2 separate regions of the Sus scrofa genome follow, and region 1 is linked to region 2. Evidence: chromatin contacts called from public Hi-C data. All regions are on one chromosome and are shown on one strand. Each heading gives the region's core, a stretch centred on a gene start, on an enhancer-like site or on the middle of the called end of the contact. The rest is flanking DNA. Distances are from core to core; before and after follow the strand shown. Region 1 holds the start of KCNG3 (potassium voltage-gated channel subfamily G member 3). Region 2 holds the start of HAAO (3-hydroxyanthranilate 3,4-dioxygenase).

The links. A called contact is a pair of places that touch in the nucleus more often than the background predicts.
Region 1: a Hi-C map of fetal skeletal muscle shows a contact between it and region 2, with 2.5 times the contacts expected there. The contact joins the promoter of KCNG3 here to the promoter of HAAO in region 2. A contact is called at or near these places in 1 of 5 promoter capture datasets (fetal skeletal muscle), 5 of 47 Hi-C or Micro-C datasets (embryonic fibroblasts, fetal heart ventricle, fetal skeletal muscle and 2 more) and 1 of 2 datasets of contacts at active chromatin or transcription factors (alveolar macrophages).

What each region holds. Positions count from the first base shown.
Region 1 is chr3:97,829,422-97,832,121 of Sscrofa11.1, forward strand. It overlaps KCNG3 (potassium voltage-gated channel subfamily G member 3), which reads left to right and starts at 1,374. Exons shown (of 2, transcript XM_003354851.4): 1 at 1,374-2,087. The coding sequence starts at 1,456.
Region 2 is chr3:97,579,522-97,582,221 of Sscrofa11.1, forward strand. HAAO (3-hydroxyanthranilate 3,4-dioxygenase) reads left to right here and starts at 1,332. Exons shown (of 10, transcript NM_001244941.1): 1 at 1,332-1,454. The coding sequence starts at 1,375.

The sequences.
Region 1 (2,700 bases), core at 124-2,623, 250 kb after region 2:
TGGCAGGTGGAACCCACTCCCTGGGCAGTTCGCTCTGCAGACCCTTAAAGGGCTCTTCAAGCTACGAGGGCCGGTGCTGCAGCCAGCTGGAGGTGCACGGGGGAAATCAAGACATTGTGAAAAGGAGGATGCAGACGAAGGCCACGCGAAATTCTGTTCTTGCCAGTGGCAAGGCGATTCTCCCCAGACTTTCACCCCACTCTACAGGAAGTGTCACGAGGGGGTCCAGGAGCGCTACCAGTAGGAGCTCTTTCAGGACCCGCGCCCCAGAAAGCGGGGGCTGGAGCCGCTCTTTTCCGGGAGAGGGCAGGCGGGAAGGCGGCACCGAGGCTGGGTGCTGGGGTGTGCGGCCGCCTTCGGAGCACGCGGTACGTGGGTCTCCGCGCCGGGAAAAGAAGAACAAAGTCGACAAGAAAAGAATTGCTGGGGTGCCTTATCTGAGAAATCCTTTGGGGCCATCTCAGACACCGAGCTGGGCTTCGTATAGTTTCTGGAAAAAGCTCTCCCAATGCCGTCTGTCCCCGCCCCTCAAATCCGGCACCCCACTCCTCATTCCTCCTTATCCTCCCTTTGGGGGCCATTAAAGGGGCCCTTGGGGATTTCCCAAGTCATCCCGATGGCTCGGGGGCGGGACGAGGGAGCAGCGACCCTGGCCGCGGGGCTTTGCTCCCCCTTCCACCCCGGGGCTCCGTGCTCGGCGCATCCCGCTCCACGGACCCCTACCGGCCACTGCGGGCGGGAGCAGAGAGGGAGGACAGCGTCACGAGGCGGGGAGCCCGAGGTCCAGGGCGGGGCGCCGGGGAATCCCAGCCCGAGCGAGGTGCGGGCGCGGGTGGGAAGAGGAGGGCGGCGCGCGGAGGGAGGTGAGCCGAGCGGAGCCGGGAGGCGAGGAGGGGGAACCGCGAGGAGGCCCCGCCCCCGCCTCTCGGAGCCGGCTCTTCGCCGCCTCCGAAGCCGCTCACTTTGCCTCTTGCCTCTGGACGGCGGCGCGGTGCTTTTGGAGCCAGGGCCGGAGGGAACGCCGGCGACCCGCAGCCATCCAGCACCAGCGCCTCCTCTCGGCGCGCACACCCCTTACGGGGGACAGCGCCGCCGCCTTCAAAGGGCACCCCGGCCTTGGAGGGGGCATCCCTGAGGCTCTAGGGGCGGCGGCGCTGGTAGCCTCGTTCCTGGCCAGTGGGGCGCAGCGCTGGAGCCGGGGGGGACTCCCGGACCACCAGCAGGTACCGCCGCGCGGAGGGAGCATCGCTAGCAGCCAACGCTGGGCTGCCGAGGAGGCTAGAGCGGAGGGGCTTCTGATCCAGCGAAGGGCAGCAGCGGAGCCCGGAGGGAGAGCCCGCTGGACAGCCCGCGAGCACCGACGGCGCGCTCCCCCGTCGGCCAACGGCAGGCAGGCCCCGCAAGGTAGCCAGGGGGGCGGCGCCCTCGGGCCTCGGGGCCTCGGGGCGGCCAGCCATGACCTTCGGGCGCAGCGGGGCGGCCTCGGTGGTGTTGAACGTGGGCGGCGCCCGATACTCTCTGTCCCGGGAGCTACTGAAGGACTTCCCGCTGCGCCGCGTGAGCCGGCTGCACGGCTGCCGCTCAGAGCGCGACGTGCTCGAGGTGTGCGACGACTACGACCGCGAGCGCAACGAGTACTTCTTCGACCGGCACTCGGAGGCCTTCGGCTTCATCCTGCTCTACGTGCGCGGCCACGGCAAGCTGCGCTTCGCGCCGCGAATGTGCGAACTCTCCTTCTACAATGAGATGATCTACTGGGGCCTGGAGGGCGCGCACCTCGAGTACTGCTGCCAGCGCCGACTCGACGACCGCATGTCCGACACCTACACCTTCTACACCGCCGAGGAGCCGGGCGCGCTGGGCCGCGACGACGCGCGACCCGGCGGTGCCGAGGCGCCCACCTCCCGGCGCTGGTTGGAGCGCATGCGGCGGACCTTCGAGGAGCCCACGTCGTCGCTGGCCGCACAGATACTGGCCAGCGTGTCGGTGGTGTTCGTGATCGTGTCCATGGTGGTGCTGTGCGCTAGCACACTGCCCGACTGGCGCGCCGCGGCAGCCGACAACCGCAGCCTGGATGACCGGAGCAGGTACTCCGCCAGCCCTGGGAGGGAGCCCTCCGGGTAGGACGCACTGCTTCTTTGCCCGTCCCGTCCGTCTTGTCGCGTCTGTCCGTCCAGTCCGTCGGTCCAGTCTACGTCCTGTTTACCTCCGGGAGGCCAAGCCAGGACGAGTTCTGGGTCCAGCGAGGCCCCAGGCGCGGCCAGCCAAGGGGCGGGTTGGTCCTCACTACCGGCTCTAGCCGGCTCCGGTCCACACAGCACAGGCCCCTTTTGAGGGCGAATCCCCAGCCGTGGGGAGGGGCAGATAGAGATAAACAAGACTCCCACCTTCGTAGCTTACTTTTGAGCAAGAGCAGTTAATTAGATTTTTCTAAACTTTTATTATTGGTATTTAACAGTTTGACCTTGGGCTAAGAGCAACTAGAATTATTTGCCAATTTTTGGATGGTTTTTGAAAAAATGAAGCCTTGTTATCGTGGAGTGTGGTCTGCTGTACACAGCCCACACACTCTATACGCTCTGCCTAACATGTGCTGTAATGGAATTGTTATAAAGGAGATTAATTTAGCAATAGACTCTAAATAATGGATGGCTGTGCCCTTTTCTCTCTTCTTTTCCTATCAAGTATAGAGTTAGCAAA
Region 2 (2,700 bases), core at 82-2,581:
TCCTCCAGCATATAGAGATTCCCAGGCTAGGGGTCTAATCAGAGCTGTAGCACCAGCCTGCACCACAGCCACAGCCACAGCCACAGCAGCACCAGATCTGAACCTCGGCTGCGACCTACACCACAGCTCATGGCAATGCTGCATCCTTCACCCACAGAGGGAGGCCAAGGATGGAACTTGTGTCCTCATGGTTGTTAGTCAGATTCATTTCTGCTGAGCCATGACAGGGAACACCCCAATTTCTCAAACTCTGCCGTCTGGATTCTGGTGCCAGAGCCTGAGCTCTGCTCCTTCTCCCCTGCCTCTCCCCTACTACTTCCACACTCCACCCTGTTCACACACACACACACACACACACACACACACACACACAGTTTTCCTAGGAATTGTGAGTCAGGAAGAAAGAAGAAAGTAGGGGAAGAAGAACATAGGGGTCTGTGGTCCTTTCCCCCATTAGGGCCTTTCACCCTGGGTTGGAATCATAGCTCAGGTTTGTTTGCCCTCCCACCCTGAACTCCAGACTCCTGAGGTCCTAGTGTTCGGTTCTTCCTCTGTAAAACTCATCATAAATTGTCATGTGCTTTGAGTCTGTCCCCAAGACATGGAAGGAGATCAGTACAGTGCCGGGCACCTCGTCGGTGCTCCACCTGCCACTTGCGAGCATGGGTGTGGGGACCGCGCCCTCCAGCCCCGACCGGCCGGTCCCTGCTGTGCATCCCCCCGGGCTCCGAGCTTTGCTCCCACCGCTGCTCCTTGCGTCTTCTCCCAAACTAGTCACAGGCAGAGCAGAGCGAGCGGCACCTAACAAATCTTCGGGCTCTGACAGATCCTCGTGAGAGGACAGGGAACTAACATCAATCGGGGCCTATGGTGGCCGCTATGCAACCCTGAGATGGCTGTGTAGACGCTCCCAGTTTTCAGATGAGAAAACTGAGGCCTCAACCCAGCGACCTCCCCCTGTACTTTGGCACTTGCGTTTCCAAACCCACCTTCTCCCTCTTACAGGTTTTCTTTGGGATCTTTCTGGGGCCAGGCGGAAAGTCTGGAGACAAGGGACCAGGAAGGTTCTGAATCCTGTGTCTTACGCCTGGATCTGGCGCTCAACTCCCGCGCGGGAGGGCAGGGCGCCGGGTCCGTGCGGCAGGGAAGCAGGGCGCATGGGCCATGGGGCCTGGCAGGGGCAGACTGGGCGGGCCGGAGGGCAGAGGGCTCTAGACCGAAGTCCGAGAGAGGCCACAGCGGGTCCGGGGGCGTTGCCCCGCCCTTTAACCCCCGGGACACTAATTAACCAAGCTGCCAATAGGCGGCTGCGCGGAGCCGCGCCCCTCCAACTGCGCGGAGGACACAGCTCCAGAGCCGGGCTCCCGGGTAGCCATGGAGCGCCCGGTGAGAGTGAAGGCTTGGGTGGAGGAGAACCGGGCCTCCTTCCTGCCCCCGGTCTGCAACAAGCTCCTGTGAGTCCCATCCACGCTCCCATCCTCCTGCCCTCTGTCCTCACTTCCTCCATCTGCAACCCTCTACTCCAGCCCGGACTTCCTTGACCCAGACGCTTGCAGAAGGGGAGGATGCATCCTCGTGGTGTTCAGGGGAGGGTGAGGGCGGGCTGTTCCGGGTTTCACCGCCGTCGTCTGTTCCTCTTTCTGGTGACTGCTTGGAGATTGCGGCCTTGACGTCTGAGGATGGCTTGGTGACTGAGACCAGGAGAGATGCAGATGGCAGGTCGCAGCCCTGCGCCCCACCCTACCCCCCACCCCGCCCCGGGCTGAGAAACAGCTCTTCAACCCCCACTGACTCTCAGAAATTGGGGGGAGGGCAGGATTGATACCGCAGAATGGCTGTGGAACCCCAATCCCGCATCCCGACTCTGTCCAGGAAGCTGCAGGCCGAGGGAGACGTCGGAGATCAGCTCCCATAGGAGGGTCTTGATTTGATTCTTTTCCCAGGCTCCCTTTTCCGAGGGCGCGCACATACTCCCTCCCCGCCCCCCTAGCGCCTCTGCCCACAGCTCCCGGCAGAGCTGACCATGCTCCAGCCTCCCTCTTCCTCCAGCCCACCTCTCAGTCCCTCCCTGGTGGCCCCTTCACCCACCGGGTGGCCTGGCCTCATGGGCTCCCCAGCCCTGGGTTCACAGGCTTGTGTTTGCCGTGCCCCGCAGAACCTCCCCAACAAGGCTCCCACCACAGGGCTCCAGTCACTAACACCTTGTCAAGCCTGGGACTGCCAAGTGTTTTCACATCATCTCAAATAATTCTCACAGTCGCCCCTGAGGTGGGGTTTTAACACGTAACTTGCCCACAGCCATAGAGCTAGTGCAGGACAGGGTCCCAGGGTCCAGACCCAAGCTCATGCAGCAATTTGACTCCAAAGTCCACACTCTTGTCACTGCGCAATACCGCCATGGCTAGTGGTCAGCGTCCCCCCCCCAAACTTGGTCTCTTCTACTGTTCTTGTCGCCCCCACCCTTTCCTCCACTTCATCCTCGTCCACAGTCTCACCCTCAGCCTTCCACTCCTTCCCCCTGATTATGTCTCACATCCGACTGCTCCTCTCCAGCCCCGAGGGCCACGGCTCTGGTTCCACCCCATCCCCCGTGGGCACTTCCAGGCTGCCCTGCCTCCAGGCCCCCCGTCCAGCCCTCCAGCGCTGCCCCAATATTAGTACCCACAAAATGCAGGCCCTCCCTTTTCTCATTCAGCAGAT